Linked DNA regions of Ovis aries: region 1 is linked to region 2. A link is a contact called in public Hi-C data. All regions are on one chromosome and are shown on one strand. The core of a region is the stretch at or near the end of the contact, and the rest is flanking DNA. Distances in the headings are between cores, read along the strand shown. Region 1 has its middle 8.9 kb from the start of TRNAW-CCA. Region 2 holds the start of HSPH1 (heat shock protein family H (Hsp110) member 1).

Region 1 (4,131 bases), core at 577-3,076, 110 kb before region 2:
CTGGATGAGTCAGGACTGGGGAGACAGGGTCCAAGCTTTGTTTGGCCCAACAGACAAGGGTTAAGTGGAGGTGGCCCCAGGGTGGACGGGGTGGAATAATGCTGGTGCTCTCTTCCCCACAAGACAGACTTGATGGCTAGGTAAACACCAGGAGGGAGAGAGAGGGATGGAAATGGCAAGAAAACCATTTTGATGGAGCACGATTTCTGTGTTGGGCTTCCTCAGTCCTTCTCACTTTATCCAGTTCCCAGCATAGGTCCTCAGGGCACCGAGAGACTCACAGGCTCCAGGAACTACACAGCCTGACAGAAAAGGGGCAAAGGGGAGCTGTGTTCCGGCTGTCGGTGTGATTCTTACATGTGGAGAGCGTGACGTCCTGCACATTCAGGGTCGTGTGGGAAACTGTGATCCCAGCTCAGGGTTTGGTGTAGAGAGGCAGATGTGCACACCACTGGCTTAGGAGGACAGCTCGGCTGGGATGCTCCTGGAGCATGAGAGAGTGATAGAGGAAGGGCGTGGGGTAGTACTTGGGAAGAAAAGAGCAGAGGGCTAAGATCCCAACCTTAGGAGCACAAGGAGCTGAGAGGGCCTAGTAACCAGCAGCAAACAGGGGAGGAGGGGTGTCCAGGAGGAAAGAGCCGCTTAGTAGCCACCCATCCAGGGAGCTCAGGGAAGGCAAGAGACCGTGACAGTTCCATTCGCTGTGTTAGGAAGGGAGCCTGTAGTGAGAAAAAGGTCCGCAGAGGAACAGGGAAGCAAGCCAGATTGCAGGACTCTGAGGAGGGAACATGGAGGAAGACAGGGACACAGGAACTAGGAGGAGAGACATGGAGAGAGGGCAAGAGGACACCATGATTTCCTGAAACACAGTGAGTTTCTAAATCATACTGTAACTGCAGGGGAAAGTGACAGAACCCAGCGGCAGTAATGCAATTCTCATTAATAGATTCTGTGCTAGGAAAATCTTACAGAAGACACATGACACAGAATTTTTGGTGTATGTCACACTAAGGTTAAAAAAGAGAAAGAACAGGACACTGGGATTCTTTTTGTATCCAGACTGAGAAAGAAAATGATGTTAGCTACTGTGAACTGCACAGACTGTGATCTAAGACCATAGCCTGATCAGACACTGATCTACCTAAGCTCAGAGGCCACGTGAAATGCAATAAGTCCAGAGCTGATGCCTTTCGGGATTTCTCTTACCCTGGGCATGCCATTCAAGCTCCTCCTGCCTCAGTCTTCTCATCTGTAAAATGGCAGTAATAAAATCGCCTACCCTAGAGGATCATGTTGAATATTTAATGGATAAGGCATGCAAAGCAGCTAGGTAGAGAAGTGTGTGTGTCCACGCATGCTCAGTCATGTCTGACTCTTTGCTACCCCATGGACTGTAGCCCACAGGCTCCTCTGTCCATGGGATTCTCCAGGTAAGAATACTGGAGTGGGTTGCCATTTCCTACCCCAGGGTATCTTCCCGACCCAGGGATCAAACCCGAGTCTCCTGAGTCTCCTACACTGGCAGGCGGGTTCTTTACCACTGAGCCACCTAGCTGGAGCAGTGCCTGGTGCTTGTTCAAGGAGATATTTAGTCGTGGAACACCGGAACGCTATCAACAGACTACCAGTGTTGATTTCGTAGGAAAGACAGCAAGTTCTGCTGTTCTGCGTGCCCGGGTGGTGTTCCAGTGTTTTCCTCTGTGTCAGTTGCTGCAGCCGGTGCAGGTCGCTATGACAACCCCCCCACCCCACCCCCAACAGTGACCAAGGTCCTCCAAGCGCACTGTCAGGCGCAATAGGGAGGGAGCTCCCTGTGACCCCAGTCTGAGCATTTGCACAGGGGAGTCTTGTCCAAGCTCATGCCTCACTCAGGGTTACACAGCTCCACTTGCTGGATATGAAAGCCCATCTGTTTGGGGAGAAATAGAGATGCCTGAACACTATCCACTCCCTCTTAAGTGGAAAAAGATCACTTGTTTCTGCTGAGAGAACCACAAGCTTTTAGTGTGTGGGAAATAAATGGAATGTGTTGGCTTTTTACTTCTGAAGGGAATTTATTTTTCTTCTCTTTTTTAAGCTGTGTTGCAGGGATGTGTGAGCATTCTGCTTTTGGCTTCTGTCGGTGAACTATTAAGGTAAATATTGATGTTTAAGTCTAATTTCTAAATGAAGGGGAATAACACTTTTTTTTGAAGCAAGGACATAATCTCTTTATGTAACTGTTGCCATGGGGTAAGAGAATAAACCCAGAAAAATGCTCTTAAGATAGCTTAGGGTTTGGCTTTGCTTTTTCTTCTTTCTAATTTTCTCTTTCCCACCCCCTACTGTACTCATTGTCTACTCTTCTCTGACGCTCCCCTCTCGTGGATACCACAAGGGACCTCCGAAGTGGGGACATTTATTCATTCGTTAAGAAATGTTTCCTGAGGATATATCAGATCATTCTGCTGGGTTCAGAGGGCAGAGCAGTGAAACCCAAACTAGTCATGGAAAAAAGTCAGGATGGACATTTTAACTAAATATAAAATCTTCAGAGAGGATAGCGCCTGCCACCCGGCAGGAGCTCAAGATCTGGCTTCAAGAGAGGAGAGTGGGGTGGTGAGACACACCATCCCAAGCTCTGTGCCCCCGGCGGCTTGGCCACTGCCAGACCCCACGGCTGCCTCAGTGTCTTCATCCATAACCCAGGTGGCACTGCCTGTACCCTCCTCTCAGAAGGGGTTCTGAGGTTTGAATGAGGTCATTCAGGAATATCCAGAAGGAGAGCGAGGAAAGTTAGTCACCAGGCTGATCTGACTGAGGTCCCGCCTTAGGCTTCTCACAAGGAGGAGGCCACACCCCAGGTTCATCTCAGGGGGAAGGTCAGACCACACCCTTAATCACTCAAGGAAGACGTCACTCTAGATCAACTGTGCTACCACTGCTGGTGGCTGAGGACCTTGAGAAAGTACCTCCGTTCAGCCTGTCACAGTGACCCTGGGGACAGAGGGGCTTGGAGGTGAGAATAGTCCCGGTGGAACATTTAGAGGCCGTCACACTCTCAGGTGTGGTGAATCCAGACGGAGAGCAGGCACGCAGAGATCTGCAGAGGTCCCCAGACACCAGCAGGCCCTCCACCAACACTGTCCCACAGACAGACACTCTAGAGGACCCCTGACACATCCCCACAGCTCCCCCGAAACCTTCAGAGACACCTTCATGTTCACGCCATAGATGGTCTATAGATATCAGCAGTCTCACTCACATTTTGCCACACGTTTCCCGCTGTCACCACACAGAGGCTTCGTAGACACCCACACATGTTCCACAAACACTCCAAAATATACCCCCAAACCCATGTCAACAGCCCTCCACAGATTTCCCACACAGTCTCTAATTTCATCCCACAATCTCCCAAGTAGACACTCAGGAATTCCCTAGAAAGCCCCCTGCCCTCTACACTCGACAGGCCCAGCACAGTCACCTCCAATACCTCTCAGAGGCCAGACCACTCATGGCAGCCTGCCCAGACCCCCTGCTCATGGGCAGCCACACATCCAGCCGTGAAGCGCACGCACACACAGCCTTGTCCACACACACACAAGCACAGCCTAGACACACAAGCATGCCCACCCTCTCCCTGCACAGGCACACTCTCAGGCTCACCTCACAGAAACACTCCCCCAGACCCAAGAACGCGGAAGCTCACAGGCCCTGCAAACACAAAGACACAGAACCTCAGCTTCGTGTCTTCCGTTTGTCATTTCAAGCGGTCCTCCAGTTGTCATCTTAAAAAATCAGTAACAGTCCTTTAAAAGTTAACAACTGAGAATATGGTGTGACCCTCTCTGGTGCTGGGGAAGGGGACAGAAATCCCCTGAAATGAGGTCAAATGGTGCCCATGAGAAAGCCAGCGAGGGGACACTTCCTGCTGTGCCCTTCAAGAGTGGCCAGCACCGCCCCCGGGCCCAGGTGTGACTTCTGGGACCTGCTGGTCCCTCTGTCCCCCAGGAGCCTCGTTCAGGAGACAGTCTGTCCTGACCCCTTTCTCACGGGAGACGTCGTCCTGCTCCCAGAGACGGCTTTCCTCCCACACAGCCCTTTAGCTGGTCTCTGCACAATACAAAAGCAGAAGAAAAAAGAGGTGATGCT
Region 2 (4,724 bases), core at 669-3,168:
CCTAAATTATCTGAGCTGGTGCTAAATAGCCTCCGAAAAGCCAGAGACCTGTTGGAGCAAAGGCTGGACCTTTAAAATACCTTCCGAAAACAGTCACCCCCAACTCAAAGTAAACATACAGCTGCCCGACGAATTTACTCATTTTCCAAGGGGAGAATAAAATTAATTACACCAAACAAATTAATAGTAGCCAACACAGTTGAGTCAAACATCTATTATATAAAACATTAAACTCCAATACGGCCCTCCGCTTGTATTTTTTGAGACACACCTGTCATCTTTACTTTCACAGTGATCTCTATAACCACAAATACAATTTTTTCCTACAATAGCTTTTCTTCCTTTTATTGGACAAAAGAGAACAAAGATATAAACTGTCCCTAGGCAAGAAAACCTGAGATTCTGTCTTTTTCCTTACTATACCCCAATTAGAGACGTTGGCACAGCTAAAGAAAAGACTGTAGATTTATAAAAAGGTTGATGCATGAGATGCTTAGGGAATGTCTTCCCACTGGTACTGACACTGTCTCTGTTTGGGTACTTTCTCATTTCCATTCACTTTTCTAAATGTTCATCTGCATTCAAATATTGATAGAAGCCCAGTCATTTCACCTCTGGGCTCAATGCTTCATTCCATAAACATTATATTCAAAAATTAAGACCCTCTCCAAAAAAAGTTGCTTTTTAAAACGTTACCCTTTGCCCACCCCATGCCACTGCAGAATATACTGTTTAATCCATTGACAACATCCAATTCTAGGGTGCAAGTGTGCAATTTTTATTTTCTCTCCTTATTTAAGCTGTGCAAAATTAAAAAAAAAAAAACTAGAACACAATTCCTCTATAATGGCTTTCATAAAACGAGCAAAAAGGTCTTTTACATCTTTCACGAATGATCCAAGCGTGAGTAAGAAGATACACTCATCTATCTTAGCAGTGAGTCTGTGGTCGCTAACAACAATCCACTGGCTCACAGCACAAGCAGCAGCATACAGGCTCTGGAAGCTTCCAGCTCATTTCGAGATTCACAATGCGGAAGAAAAGGCTCGGCAGCCCCAGCTCTGCGGTGAGCAAAGACAGGCTAGGAAAGAGGGGGACGAGCTGGGGGCGGCTCAGCCAGCTCCGAGAAGCCGGGTGGGGAAACGGGGGCGGCCGCGGAAGGAGCTGGCAGAGACTTCTCGCCAAGAAAAGGGAGCCAAGTCTCCGGCTTGGCCCCCGACGGGCTCCCAGGAGGAAGCCCGCCCGACATGACCACCCCGGGGAGACTAGATTCTCGGGCTTCCTTTGGCCTCCGCGAATCCCAGAGACACCCCCTCTCCGATATGCGGCTGCAGGCGCCCTCCCCTACCCAGCGGCCAGGCAGCCCGCATCCCGATCCCCATGGAGGGGGGCACCTCTCCCAACACCGCGCTCCGTTCGCCGCCGGCGTTCCGCGGCCAGCCGCAAGCCTGGGTTCCCCAGGATCCCTAGCCCCCGCCGGCTGTCCCCCGCCACCAGGCTCCCACTTACGGGGTGCACCGGTCGCTGAACTCGTTGGCGATGGTCTCGATGCCCCCTGCCCGGGCCACCGCGATATAGCAGCTCTGCGAGCCCACGTCCAGCCCCACCACCGACATGGCCGGCTCTTGGTCCACCTCCGCCTCGGCTCGGTATGAGTCTGGGTCTGCGTCCTTCTAGCCGCGCTTCCTGCCCCGGTCGCGCTCGGCTCCCGTGGGGTCCGCTCCTGTCACGCGGACGGACGGACACACGGACAGTCTGCCGGTCTGGCGCCTCCGGCTTCCCGGGGACAGTGGTGGTTCGCAGAGCAGTAGCCACGGGAGAAGGCGGCGCTCGGTGTCCGCGAGTGGCTCCGCAGCGCGGGCTGCCGGCCCGGATCTTCCGCCGCTTGCTCACCGGCGCGCCGCTGAACTACCGACCCAGAAGGGGAGGTCCCAGAGCCTCAGCCTTATGTATCGCACTGATCGGAACTTTCCAGAATCTGCGGCATTTACTCACCGGCGCCTCCACCGGCCCCTCCACGTGCTACTTCCGCTTCCTTCTTCTCGAGCCTTCTCGAAAGATTCTACCCAATGAGTGGCTGGTCCCCCTGGGGAAGGCCGCCGTTGCCATGGCAGCCAGAAAGCCACTCCTGCGCTATTGGCTCAAGCTGGCCAGGCTGACCCGCCTACGCCCCCGCCCGCCCTCGCCGGCTCTTTGCCGTCCTAATAAAATGGGCAACGAAGAATGACTCGAAAAAGTCGTAATCTTCGTAATGTACTAGTGGGCGATGGTGTCTGACCCTTAGATTGGGAGAAGAGGCTCAGGTGCCGGAGACACACCCCCCGCCCCACTTCTGCGGAGACCCGAGACCCCCGTACGCTGGGGAGGCTGGCCCGCTGTCACAGAGCATGTCGGGAACCGTAGTCCAGCTGGGAGTCAGTGTCTCCTTGCATGGTGGGATGTGTAGTCCTGGCTGCGGTGCGTGCTGGGAGCCGGCTTTGTCTTGGGAGGCTCTCGGGAGAGGCCGTGTTTCTCTGCTGCTCTTGCGCGCTTTCTCCAGTTACAGCGTTGTTTTGTTTGCGTGCTTGTTCGGTATCCGCTTCTATTATTGTCTTGATTACTCCACAGCTGGTGAATTATGAATTAGAAGAAGGAATTTCCGTTTCAACTTCTAGTAACAATCCTAGAATTTGTGTTAAATGCTCTTGTATTCATCAGCGGCAGGATATTCTTTTGTGGAATAAATGTTAGCGTTTTCGTTTTACTTTTTGTAAGCGAATTTTAGGTGTGGCGTAATTTGGAAAGCTATCTGTGGTACCACTTTCTGCTTAATTTTGCTCCATCTGACTTGAACAGACATTATTCTGCCCTGCCACTCCCAAGCCAAAATGATAAGTTTTGCTTTTCACTTGGTCTGAAACAGCTTTTGTTTCTTTCCCTGCAAAGCTATATCCCTATTACTTATTTTTTATTAGAAGGTGAGCATTAAAAATGGGGGGGGGGGGCCGGCGTGGCAGTTTGCTGCTATTATCGAATCTTTTATACCCTTCAGTGTCTTTATAAGTTTGCTCTTTGCCGACTCTTAGATACATAGATATATGAAATAGGTAGAAATTTAGACCTAAAGTTAGAAAAATTAAGAGTAAGGCAGTCTAGGGCAGGGGGGAGGATATATGTAATCTTACACCTATTCACCTTCTTGTTTGGCAGAAACCAATGCAACGTTGTAAAGCAATTATCCTCTAATTAAAAAAAAAAAAAGCATTAACAGTCTGTCTGTCCTCTAGAGACAAGACTAGAAGGCCAGGTTTACCTTACAAATAAAGTCAAGTGTACCCGTTGGCTCAAACAAGCTAGATAATGTTACATGCTTCAGTTAACTCACCTTGAAGGTTGGAAGAGTTTAGTAAAGGTGACTGTATTCATAAATTTGAAAGTATAGTTAGCTATATTTATTTTTTGTTATTTTTTTGTTTTGCCTCCCCTTCCGCCCGCTTTTTTTTTTTTTTTTTTCTGCATAGCAAAACCTTGTATTGAAATCCATGGGGCCTTTCTTGGCTGTCCAATAGTTAAAAGACTTCCCTCTTCCACTGCAGGGGGCGCGGGTTCTATCCCTGATCAGAGAACTAAGATCCCTCTTGCCATATGTCCTGGCCCCCCCCAAAAAAATTTTTTTCCCTGGAATCATAGCACTTTTGAACAGAAATAGAACTTTGAGATTTTTTTTTTTTTTTTTGGTCTGCTTCCCACATTTATATGAGGAAACTGTTGTGCAGAAAGGAGAAAGGAACAGTTCTAGGTCTCTGGAGCCAGAAGAATTTGGATCAGGTTCAAATCCTGGGGCAATACTGATATGTTTTATAATACAGCTTATAAGACCACTAGGCCTCCTGAAAGTAGATTTTATGGGCATGAATCCTGGCCATATATATTTCTCAATAATTTGCCAGCTCTGTGACTTTGAGATAATTACTAAGCCTTCCTGTTCCCCGCTCCACAGGGTATGTGTAATGATTGAAAGGACGTGTAAAGCACTAAACATAGGTCATTATTGCTTGATTTTAATATTTTACTATTTAATATTCTTCATATTCTCCCTTGGGCTTCAGTTTCAATATGGGTAAAGTGGACATATACCTATCGTTTTGGGAGTTTGGAAGGGTTAGATATGAATAAAGCATCTAGTTTGGTAGTAGATACTCAGTTGTTGTTGCTTAGTCCCTACCTCTTATCTAACAATTTTGTAGCCTGCCAGGCTCCTCTGTCCATGGGGTTTCCCAGGTAAGAATATTGGAGTGGGCTGTCTTTTCCTTCTCCAGAGGATCTTCCCAATCCTTTTCTTCTGCATTGGCGGATGGATTCTTTACCATTGAGCCACCAGGGAAGCTCAGATATTCAGAAAGTTGTTGTAGTAGTAATGCTCCTGCTGCTAAGTCGCTTCAGTTGTGTCCGACTCTGTGCAACCCCATAGACGGCGCCCCCTTCCCTGGGATTCTCCAGGCAAGAACACTGGGGTGGGTTGCCATTTCCTTCTCCCATGTGTGAAAGTGAAAAGTGAAAGTCAAGTCGTTCAGTCGTCTCCTACTGGTAGCAACCCCATAGACTGCAGCCTACCAGGCTCATGCGTCCATGGGATTTCCTAGGCAAGAGTACTCTAGTGGCTTGCCGTTGCCTTCTCCATGTAGTAGTAATACTATTCAAGAAAAGCAAGTGCCAGAACTTTGAGCTCAACTCATACTGTTGTT

Evidence for each region. Hi-C and Micro-C count contacts between places; a contact is called where the count stands out from the background.
Region 1: a contact with region 2 is called in a Hi-C map of hypothalamus, with 2.4 times the contacts expected there. The contact joins the enhancer-like site here to the promoter of HSPH1 in region 2. A contact is called at or near these places in 2 of 16 Hi-C or Micro-C datasets (hypothalamus and skin fibroblasts).

Annotation. Positions count from the first base shown.
Region 1 is chr10:30,193,571-30,197,701 of ARS-UI_Ramb_v3.0, reverse strand. No RefSeq gene overlaps it. Among named protein-coding and RNA genes, the nearest start is that of TRNAW-CCA, 8.9 kb to the right of the region's middle. Within about 2 kb of position 1,826, at least 13 of the 54 cell types and tissues checked have an H3K27ac peak or open chromatin away from gene starts, as enhancers often do. A contact at or near this core is called in hypothalamus, where this site is marked.
Region 2 is chr10:30,084,098-30,088,821 of ARS-UI_Ramb_v3.0, reverse strand. It overlaps HSPH1 (heat shock protein family H (Hsp110) member 1), which reads right to left and starts at 1,918. Exons shown (of 17, transcript XM_015098142.4): 1 at 1,510-1,918. The coding sequence starts at 1,616. LOC132657253 (a long non-coding RNA gene) reads left to right here and starts at 954. Exons shown (of 2, transcript XR_009595124.1): 1 at 954-1,066.